3 separate regions of the Mus musculus genome follow, and regions 1 and 2 are each linked to region 3. The links are chromatin contacts, called in public Hi-C and HiChIP or PLAC-seq maps. All regions are on one chromosome and are shown on one strand. The core of a region is the stretch at or near the end of the contact, and the rest is flanking DNA. Distances in the headings are between cores, read along the strand shown.

What was found. Hi-C and Micro-C count contacts between places; a contact is called where the count stands out from the background. HiChIP or PLAC-seq counts read pairs in DNA pulled down with a chosen protein or histone mark.
Region 1: an H3K27ac HiChIP or PLAC-seq map of embryonic stem cells shows a contact between it and region 3, with 44 read pairs. The contact joins the enhancer-like site here to the promoter of Pdhb in region 3. A contact is called at or near these places in 6 of 39 promoter capture datasets (the C10 cell line, the HPC-7 cell line, cranial neural crest and 3 more), 3 of 484 Hi-C or Micro-C datasets (embryonic fibroblasts, macrophages and uterus), 6 of 115 datasets of contacts at active chromatin or transcription factors (the 230-238 cell line, the HPC-7 cell line, the SCID.adh cell line and 1 more) and 3 of 9 other capture datasets (adipose tissue, liver and pancreatic islet).
Region 2: a Hi-C map of colorectal tumor organoids shows a contact between it and region 3, with 5 times the contacts expected there. The contact joins the enhancer-like site here to the promoter of Pdhb in region 3. A contact is called at or near these places in 10 of 39 promoter capture datasets (the C10 cell line, the HPC-7 cell line, cranial neural crest and 7 more), 9 of 484 Hi-C or Micro-C datasets (arterial endothelial cells, colorectal tumor organoids, dorsal root ganglion neurons and 5 more), 11 of 115 datasets of contacts at active chromatin or transcription factors (the 230-238 cell line, the HPC-7 cell line, the SCID.adh cell line and 6 more) and 3 of 9 other capture datasets (adipose tissue, liver and pancreatic islet).

What each region holds. Positions count from the first base shown.
Region 1 is chr14:8,138,288-8,141,989 of GRCm38.p6, reverse strand. It overlaps Pxk (PX domain containing serine/threonine kinase), which reads right to left. Exons shown (of 18, transcript NM_145458.4): 8 at 1,244-1,348; 9 at 446-547. Among named protein-coding and RNA genes, the nearest start is that of Pdhb, 33 kb to the left of the region's middle. Within about 2 kb of position 1,814, at least 29 of the 459 cell types and tissues checked have an H3K27ac peak or open chromatin away from gene starts, as enhancers often do. A contact at or near this core is called in the HPC-7 cell line and embryonic stem cells, where this site is marked.
Region 2 is chr14:8,109,531-8,113,051 of GRCm38.p6, reverse strand. The region is part of intron 1 of Pxk (PX domain containing serine/threonine kinase); the gene reads right to left. Among named protein-coding and RNA genes, the nearest start is that of Pxk, 13 kb to the right of the region's middle. Within about 2 kb of position 1,316, at least 32 of the 459 cell types and tissues checked have an H3K27ac peak or open chromatin away from gene starts, as enhancers often do. A contact at or near this core is called in colorectal tumor organoids, trophoblast stem cells and uterus, where this site is marked.
Region 3 is chr14:8,171,277-8,174,730 of GRCm38.p6, reverse strand. It overlaps Pdhb (pyruvate dehydrogenase (lipoamide) beta), which reads left to right and starts at 1,739. Exons shown (of 10, transcript NM_024221.3): 1 at 1,739-1,840; 2 at 1,914-1,967; 3 at 3,201-3,308; 4 at 3,402-3,454. The coding sequence starts at 1,799.

The sequences.
Region 1 (3,702 bases), core at 565-3,064, 33 kb after region 3:
ACTGGATAGCTCACAACCACCTGTCACTCTAGCGTGAGGGAATCTGTCACCTTCTTCTGGCTTCTGCAGCAGCCCCAACACATATAGCAGACACATACACACAATAAAATAAATCTTTTTTAAAATTGTAATTCTTGGTGAAATATGAGTGCAGCTGTGGTTGTCTGAATAGGAGGTGTGGCCTTGTTGCAGAAATGTGGGGATGGGCTCTGAGGTCTCATATGCTCAAGCTACACCAAGTAAGGACAGTCCCTCTCTAGCACCATGTCTACCTGTATGCCATCATGTTTCCTGCCGTGCTGATAAAGAACTAAGCTGTTCAAACTGTAAGCCAGCCCCAAATTAAATGTTTTCCTTTATATGAATTGCTATGGTCATAGTGTCTCTTCACAGAAATAACACCTGAACTAAAACAACAACTTAAGTAAAATCAAAAATCTCTTACCTCTAATATCTGCCGCCCATATGTTTTTATTTGCTGGAGTTCAAGGCCCTGGGTTTTCTTAGGGTTGCAGTATTTCTTTAGGAAGGGGTCCTTTGGTTTTGCCTTTAGAAAAGAATCAACCATGCATAAAGAGCTAGAGGAGGCAATGTTTACCACAGGCTTCCTGAAAAGCTAGGAAAGACTCTAGGAGGAGTCAGCCAGGGGCCCCAGCACACAGGATATGGGGTCTGGTGCTGTTAACCCAATAGTCTGCAGCTGAGGTAAAGAGCCTGGTCTGAGCTCTAGTTCTCCTGTACCCAAGGGACGACACACTGCATCTCACCCTAGGCCATCCCCGAGTCTTGCCTACTGTAGGAATTTCCCAGGACTGCTCTGCTCCATGCAAAGTATAAACTTGCAAACTCACCATCAGAGCAGCCTACCATGTAATAGACAGACACCCACTTCTGCTCATGGGAAAGACATGCTATTCAAGCAAACTAGTCTTTCCGAATCAGATCTAATTGTGTCCGTTTGTTTTTGCGATAGGGACTATGTGACCCAGGTTAGACTGAAATTCATAAGCCTCCTGGCCAGTCTCCCAAGAACATGGGATCTCACCATGCTATGCTTAAAATGTAAAAATTAAAGTTCATGGGGCTTAAGGGGGGAAACGACTTAATTATAATCTTGAGGAAAATTATTTTTTAAAATTTCATGGGGCCTAACTTTTGGAAATTTATATATCAAGCATCAAAACGGATTCTAAAGGGACTGAAGAAATCTATAAGCTTGACCAGCTTGATTTATAAGTGGTACCTTGTAGATCAGATCCTTCAAAGTTCCCTTCTCATTAAAGGCTCTAATCAGCAATGCGGAGGACTCGCTAGCCGTGGCAAAGGTGACCCGATAGATGTAAGGGTGCTGCCAAAACAAAAGAAGAAATTCAGGTTACTTTACACCAGAATCTAGGGCCTTTTAGATTCATGTTCTCTTTCCGGAGAGGCAAGCACCCGTGGCTGGTTTAGTTTTATGCAGATGTGCCACTTCCTGAACTCAGGCTACTTTTAAGTGACTAGAGGATCCACTAGCTCCTCTCCCTCGGATGGGAGGAGGGGAGAAGTGACAAGAAGGAGGGGCAAGCTCCACACCTGAGGCCTTGCTTGGCTAAGCCCCTCATGAGAGGTCTCTGAAAGCCCCCTCACTCTGCTCTGTGCATCCAGATTTCAGGCAAAACCGCGGTGGCAGAGAAGAAAAGGGCTGAGTTTTAATTAAGAGCCAATAAAGAACTCAATCAACAGTCGCTCAGCAGTCAGAGCAGCTACGTGGGAGAGCAGGCCAAGTGTGTCTCTGCTCACAGCTTTGCCGCTTACTCCACACTGCTGCTTGGATGCCAAGGCAGGGAGCATATCCACTTGGGAGCTGCATGAGCAGCGTGCTTTGGTATGGAAGGCAAAGCGTGGACTTCCCTGACTTCCTACACAAGTCTGCAGTATGCGGCGGATTCAGTGTCTTCCGCAGCTGGGACCCAAATGCCAGCCAGCAAGGTAGGTAGACAAATTCTTTAAAGACTTAATGTGCTCCTAAAACCTGGAACTTTGGTTACATGGACAAGAAGCCTGACTGACTGCTCAGGCTCTAGGTAACCTGAGCGGGCGAATGACAAAGAGCCCTTTGCTGTCTGAGCTGCCTTTGTCAGGCTAACTCGCTGGCCTGGGGAAACGTTCATTACTTATTCTAATGCACAGTCCTAATCCAAGAGCTTACTTGGATTATCACCAGGACATATTCAAAATATGTCTGAGATCTGACGTGCAAACGGGCCAATGTGAATCCATTACCTAGAAGGAGTTGCTTGAGGACTGAGCCACCAAGCCCAGCTAAGGTGCATATCTTTGTTGTTGTTTTACTGATATTTTTTTTCCAAGACAGGGTTTCTCTGTGTAGGCCTTCGCTGTCCTGGTACTTGCTCTGTAGATGAGGCTGGCCTGAAACTCTGAGACCCTACCTTGGCTTCCCTGGTGCTGGAATTAAAAGAGTGCACCACTACCATCTGGCTTAATGTGTATTTCTTATATGCACTATGTTGGGATATGGGGGTGGGGCTGTTTTTGTTATTTGAGGCAAAGTCTCACTATGTTGTCCAGGTTGGTCTTGATTTTGTAACCCCCCTACCTCTGCCTCCAATACTGGTACAGTAGCACTGCTGTTGGTTTTGTTTTTGTTTTAATTTTTTTGGATTTATTTATTTTATAAAGTATGAGTATTTTTCCTACAGGTATATATGCACATTATATATGTATCCGCTGCCCACGGGGGACAGTGGCAAAGCGTGACAACTGGAATTACGGATTGCTGTGAACTACCATGTAGATGCTCAAAATCAAACCCAGGTATCCTGCAAGAACAAGCGTCCTAGCCTCTGAGCCGTCTCTCCAGCTCCTTCTTTCTTGTTCTTGTCTTTTTTTTTTAAACATTCATTATGAGTAATTTTAAATCTGGGTGCTAACTGTGCCTGGTGGTTCAAACCTATAATACCAGAGTTATGAGACAGGGGCAGGAAGATCAAAAGTCCAAGGCCAGCCTGGGTCACAGAGTTAGCTCAATGACAACCTGGGGAACTTGGTGCAACCCTATCTTAAAATAAAAGATAAATGACAGGTGGGGGCATAGTTCAGTGGTGGAGCATCTGCCTAGCATATACAAAGCTCTTGATTCAAACTCAATTACTGCAAATAACAGCAACAAAAATCTGGGTTCTTGAATGCCTATCATACAACCACTCAAACTCGAGACCATAGCATTTTTCTTGGATGTAGATCACACCTCATTAAATCATGGCCTTATTGCTTTAACAAGATGAATTCAAAGGTGAATGCGATGGACAAGCCACTCCATAAAGCAATTAATTCTGGTGTATGGAAAACAGGTAATTAACACTAACCCAGCCATAGGCCAAACTCCAGTCTTTACTGAGACACTCTGTACGAAGTAAGTCTATCAGTGTGGGTTCTTCCAACCAAGGCCTTAAATTAGGACTGTCCATTAGTCCAAGCAATGCATGTCTCTCTAAGCCAGCTCATTAGCCTGTGGAAAGTAGCTCAGACAGCAAAGTGGCTCCTTTTGTCATCCTCTCGCCCAGCTTACCTAGCCCCTGAGAAGTTAGTGTCCTTCTAGAAAGAGATCTTGGAGTCCCACTGATAAAATGCTCAATAAGAGCAAGAGGTTCAGAAAAGTGTCTCTATCTTACTCTGATATGTGATTAAAATACAGACTGC
Region 2 (3,521 bases), core at 67-2,566, 61 kb after region 3:
TTTCCCTGACCATGTGGACCTCAGGGATTTTGTTCAGGTTGTAAGTCAGGTTGTAAGCACATTTACCTGTTGAGCGATCTCATTGGCCCCAAAACCAGTTTTTAAGAAGTAAGTTGGCGGATTTCTGAGTTCGAGGACAGCCAGGGCTACACAGAGAAACCCTGTCTCGAAAAACAAAACAAAACAAAAAATAAAGAAGTAAGTTGGTTTGTAGGCTGGGGCATTCATTGCACAGCAGTAGAATACTTGCCCAGCTGGAGGCTAGAGAGCTGGAGGCACTTTGTTCAATCCCAGCACTGAGAGAAAACACAACACATTGGAGGCTACACTTATCATTTAAACTGCACAGCTTTAAGCAAGACTTCTGAGAGGAAAGGACTGAGATGCCACATCTGATTATCAATAACAAATAGAGTTGATCCCTCTTTTCATTTGATAAGGGACCATCCTGTCATCACCCACTGGTGGGTTTTTTTGGTTGGTTGGCTGGGTTAGTCTTTCAAGAAAGGGTTTTTCTGGGTAACAGCCTGGGCTGTTTTGGAATTCACTTTGTAGACCAGGCCTGCCTCTACTTCCCAAGTGCTGGAATCAAAGGCCTGTACCACCACCCAGCCACACATTGGCATTGTAATTGTTCTGGGGAGAATAAAAAACATAACCTGAAAAAAAAAGTAAATTAAAATTTCTATCTGCATGAAAACTGATGAAATAGGTGTGGGAAGGCTGCTGAGGTGCATCTTAGAAGCTTGACTCTCCAGCACCTCGTTAACAGCAGCACGGTGACACACACCCTCCTGACAGCACTCGGGACAGACGGGGAGGAGAGTCAGAGGATCAAGGTCAACTTCAGAGATTCAAGACCAGCTAGGGGTTGCGTGAGGATCTGGAAATTCTGAGTGAAGTTAAGCGGCTACAATATCACTTCCTGGTTTTAATAATGGTTCTTACCAAGACGGAGAGATGAGGACACCAAAGTCTCTTCAACCCAGTGAGAACATGACGGTGTCCTAACACATGGACTCTAGTTCATAACAGCTGTGTGTGTCACCATGACGTTACACACTATGCTGTCATAGCTTTCTCAAAGGGCACAAGCTCTCTCTAAGACCATTCAGTTTATTCCAAGTCCCAACTAAAGGCCAGAGTTCAGAGAGTTAGTACCTTAGACATAGTCCCTGAGCTCTTAGTGAGAGTGACCGGGAAGTTGGCCTCTAAGACAGACCCAAGGACAAGGCCGCTCCTACATTCCATGACCTTAGTTAGGCACACACTTCCGCATTGTGCAGGTTCCTTTCGGCACATTCAGGTCAGCTGGGTAAGCAGAACCAGCCTATCAGGTCAGGAGGATATGGCCTGCACGTAGCTGCATGGTGACTGAATGACACAGGCTGACTCAGGTCATCAGGTCTGCACAAGTAGTGTTTTTACCCAGCCGGCCATCTCAGCAGTCCTCTTGCCACTGCTGTTAATGTAGCCACTGGAAATTGCAAAATTACATATGCCCTCATGCTATGTCTTTACGGGCTGGTGCTGCTCTCAGCCGCTAGCATGCGTGATAAATTAGCTCCATGCCCAAGTGGCCACGGAGAAAACTGAAAAAACTGGCCACCCAAATCACTGACTCAGTCTGGGTTCACAGGGGTACCTTAAAATTGCTGGCATCTGGGTCAGAGCAGCCATCAGACAGCTCATTCTGCAGGTCTGATAACAGATCACTCAAGGTTCAAGGAGTAGCCATTCTGCCACTCTGAGCCCTGAGGTTTATAACGACTATTCTATCTGTACTCCATTTTCTCCAAGTGAAAATGGACACCAGTGAAACTCAACCCTGATAGTTTTAAGGATCAAATGAAAAAAAGAAAAACAACTAGAAAAACATGACGTGTCATAAAGTAAAATATATACTTAGCATCCCTAAGAAGACTAAATCAATGTCATCCCTAGGTATTTATTCAGAAGGAACGAAAATGAATGTTCACAATGACTTTACCCAAGTGCTCACGGCAGCTCTACTCTTAATATACCCAACTGGAAGCTACCAACTGCTGATGTGAAGATAATGAACTGTTTATATACACTTGGTGGAATACCAGTCAGCCATTTAAAGAACCTTGGGGCCGAGCCTGGTGGCATGTGCCTGCCTGTCTTTCCAGAAACTTGAGAGGAGGCAAATGATCATTTGAGCCCAGAAATTCAAGGTCAAGCTCAATGTAATGAGACCATCTCTCTGAGAGGGAGGGGGAAGCAGACTGATAATATTATATTATAAAATATATGACATATATTTTATTGCATGTAAATTATGTTTCAACAAGTTCAACCTAACAGGAATTAAGGAGAAAAGGAAGAGGGGGAAAGGAAAGAGAAGAAAGACATCAATGATTAACGTGAAGTACTTCATGGTTTGCTAATGACAAGATCAACTGTACTACAGTCACCACACTCATTTCAGTGTCACTCAAAGGGTAGAAGTAAAGACCCCCCTCTGGCCCCAATGTCACTCAATTTCCCTAGTCATCGCTCTGGTGCACCTGTTCCTACCCGTCTGTCACCTGATCAACTTTTCCTTCAATATGTTTGTCTCAGTTAGGGTTTTACTGCTGTGAACAGACACCATGACCAAGGCAAGTCTTATAAAAAACAACATTTAATTGGGGCTGGCTTACAGGTTCAGAGGTTCAGTCTGTTATCATCAAGGCGTGAACATGGCAGCATCCAGGCTGTCATGGCGCAGGCAGAGCTGAGAGTTCTATGTCTTCATCCAAAGGTGGCTAGTGGAAGACTGACTTCCAGGCAACTGGGGTGAGAGTCTTAAGCTCACACCCACAGTGATACACCTATTCCAAACAAGTCACACCTATTCCAACAAGGCCACACCTCCAGATGGTGCCACTCCCTGGTCCAAGAATATACAAACCATCCCAATGTTCCTCCCACTTTTCCTTCCTTCTCCTATCATGTCAAGGACCTAATTTCACTGATTCATGTCTTCTCTATCCACCTCACAGAACCTTATACCCCAACAGCAAACAGTAGCAAAAACACAAAATCCTAAGACATCACTCTCATGTGCCACACACCTGCTCATGTCTCCTCAGCACTGCTCAGATCCCAAGCCCCCATCCAATAGATCCCACAAATGGTTCCAGGCTGCCCTTTCATATTTACTCAGACACCACAATGAACGAATGGAAATGAATGTACGAAGCAGGAACCAATTCTATCTTGTTTACTCCTGCACCCTACACACCAAGTGCCCAAAAACATGAAGCATGTATACAGCAAGTTATGGAAAAACAGTATTTAGATGTATGACAACTGATCACCTCTCTGGTTCAAATCTACAGCACACATGTGAAAAATCCAACTTGGCTAGGCATGCATGCCTGTGGCTCCAGCACTAGGAGGCTGAGACAGTCAGACCCCAGAAGCTAACTTTGGTCAGCCAGCCTAGCTAAATCAGTGAACTTTTAGTTCATTGAGAGACTCTTGTCTTAATAAGGTTGATAGTGAGAAAAGAG
Region 3 (3,454 bases), core at 490-2,989:
TGCATAAATTATGCTTAAGGAAGATTCAAACTTTTTTTTCAACTTTTTTATTAGATATTTTCTTCCATTTACAATCAAAAGATTCAAACTTTTGCTCAAAGCTAGGTGTGGTGGTCCATTCCTTTAATCCCAGCACTAGTAGGAGGCAGAGGCAGACAGATCTCTGAGTTCAAAGCCAGCCTGGTCTACATCAATTTCCAGAATGTCCTTTGGTTACATGAAAGAGTGTCTTTGTTCACATATACTCTGAAGTTAGGGGACTCTGATGTAAGCAAACTTCATAGTTTGAATAGATGAGAACACTAAAGCCAATGTAGTGAATGCAATATTTAAGTTGCTAGTAAATAGAATTTGGAACATTTAAGCCATAGAAAAATAGTGGTAAGAAGAAAAACTATGGACTGGTTGGTGGTAGCATAAACCTTTAATCCCAGCACTCAGAAGGCAGTAGCAGGTGGATCTCTGTAAATTCAAGGCCAGCCTAGTCTACAGAGAGAGTTCCAAGACACCCAGGACTACACATAAAAACACTTCCTTGTGAGGAAAAACAAAAACCAAAACCACTTACATTAAAGTTTTTCAAGGCAGGAGAGGGGATTTGAAGTCCTTGTCCCAAACACAAGTTTATATAATTTTTGATAGAAAGACTCATATTGGGGCTGGTGAGATGGCTCAGTGGGTAAGAGCACCCGACTGCTCTTCCAAAGGTCCAGAGTTCAAATCCCAGCAACCACATGGTGGCTCATAACCATCCGTAACGAGATCTGATGCCCTCTTCTGGTATATCTGAAGACAGCTACAGTGTACTTACATATAATAATAAATAAATCTTAAAAAAAAAAAAAAAAAAAAAGAAAGACTCATATTTGATATATCTCACATGGTGACCACCTGATGGCAGCAATGAGGGAGGTTTGGAAGGAGGTGATCCCATACCTCAGTGTCCTTTTACAGTCGATGAGACTGAATGCAGAATATAAAGGCCACATCTAAGTATCTATTCTCAACTGTCTCTTGTCCTGCTAAAGCTATGTTTCAGGCTTCTCCAGTCCCGGTATGCCATCTAAATTCAGCAAGATCAGAACAACCTCCTCACCTCTTCTCGCCTGGATGGAGATAATACAAACAGAAACCACCTAAAAGCACTTATCAAGCACACATCACAGTACTTGGCACACAGTGGACGCTTAGTGCCTACATGAAAGCTATTGTTCACATTCAATTTACAGCGCCCTTCATATAATGGTAGGTTCACCCTCCACTGTTGTGTGTGCAAGATTCACACGTTGCTCAAAGTCCTTCAGTGCCCGCAAAGGGGTGGCTTTACGGTCCTAGCAGCCTCGGTCGGATCAGGCTGCACTGACTCAGTCCCAGCACGTGAGCAGTCAGCAGTCAAGTCTGAGTGTAGGGCGTGTTAGGTGCATGACAGCCTCTGCAAGCGGTCTGCAAAGTTATCTCCAGTGCACCGGGTCAGAGAGGAACAGCAGCCTCACGTCACCTCTGCTGGACCGCGACTCGCTAGGTGGGCGGGGCTCGCAGGCGTCGAAACTAGCCGTTGGCTACGCATGCAGAGGCGGGGCCCAGAGGGCGCGCTCTGCCAAAGCCTGGGGGCGGGGCCTATGAAATAGCGCCTTGCTATTGGCTTCCTCAGGAAGACGGGACTCTCAGTTACCATTCTATTGGCTTTGCCGAACAGAGGTGGGACGTAAAGGTGTCACGCCCTACTATTGGCTGCGTCAGACGGGCTCTGCGGCGCTTCTGTGTTGTCATTCGGCAGCTAGTAGAGGACACGGGCAAGATGGCGGTGGTGGCTGGTCTGGTGCGGGGACCCTTGCGGCAGGTAGGTAGCGGCCCCTAGCGCGTCCACTGTAGGCCCTGTGCCCTTTCTGAACCCTTTTTTCTCTCCCTTCCAGGCTTCCGGGCTGCTGAAGAGGCGTTTTCACCGCTCGGCGCCCGCAGCGGTGCAGGTAACCGGTCCCGACGTCGGGCAAGGCCGGGAGGGAGCCCTGGGGCCCGGGAGCAGGCCTGAGAGATCGGGGTCGTGTCTGCCCCAGGGCCAGGTGGCATCTTGGACCCTGACAGCGGCCGCGTCCTGCGGATGATTCGCGCTGCCTCTGTCCTCGCCCGGTGCCATTCATATTGGTAACCATCCCTTCGAGGCCGGTGGCAGTCGAACAGACAACCACCTGCTTTCCTGACTTTTAATCCCCACCCTGGAGTTGTGGTAAAATGTAGCTTTGAAATCTTATGTGTTCAAATGTGGCATCGAATGAATTCACGGTCTACACTGTCAACTTCCAGAACTTTACACGATAATAATTCACACTCTTTCGGCCGCTGTTGTATTGTACTTTTCTGGCTCTTTTTGAGTTCTTGTTTTAGAGCGTCATATAAGTTGAATCTTTTGTTCTTTTGTGTCTGGCTTATTTAAAAAGGTTCATCCACATTGTAGAATACATTCATCAGAATTTGTTCCTTTGGAACGTTGAATCATATCCTTTGTACGTTTTATTTATACATTCATTTAAGGGTGGTTTGTTTCTATCTTTTGAATTTGTTACGGTGCTGAGAACATTGGCTTGCAGATACATGCTTTTTTTGGCATATATATATCTAGAAGGATTTTATCAGTCTACATTACTGTAGTAGCATAGCAGCACCTGCATTGTGGATGTCAAGTGTTGTGCACTAGTGAACGCTTAATACTTAGTCGTAGTTAGTATCCATAGTTAGACCTTCCTTGCTAGTTCTCTAAGTCTTAGTACTTCAAGTGTATTGGTAAAACAGCCTGGCATGCTTCCTCCGTAGGAAACTGCCTGGGAGCTGGTTTAGCAATCGCTCAGTTTTCTTGCCCGTGCATATGAAGCAGTAGAGCAGAAGTGTTCTGTAAGCTTGTCACTGACGCCTAGTGAAGATTAGTTGGCATAAGTGGTACTTGTTACGTTCTATGTGTGTGAGCATGCACATTGTGGTCAATGTGCAGGGGATCCGTTTCCTCCTTCCGCCATGTAGGAAACTGGAGATGAAACTCAGCAGGCTTGGCCACCTTGCCTCCTCAGATTCTTGGAATGTGGGCTGCCTGCATGAGTGTTAAATTTATGTGTTATGTTGTGGGCAGTGTAGGTAAGTATAAGGAAGGGGGTTTCCATAGTCTCCTGAATAATCCTGTAGCATGTTTTCTGTTTATATACTTGTGACAGTTGACAGTTCGTGAAGCTATTAATCAAGGTATGGATGAAGAACTAGAAAGAGATGAAAAAGTTTTTCTGCTTGGGGAAGAAGTTGCCCAGTATGACGGTGCATACAAGGTAACTGAAATAGATAAACTTTATGTAAAATTTAAAAGTAGCCATTTGCCCTGACAACCACTTGGAAGTGATGTGGTTAAATCTTAATTGTAGGTTAGCAGAGGCCTGTGGAAGAAATACGGTGACAAGAGGATCATCGACACCCC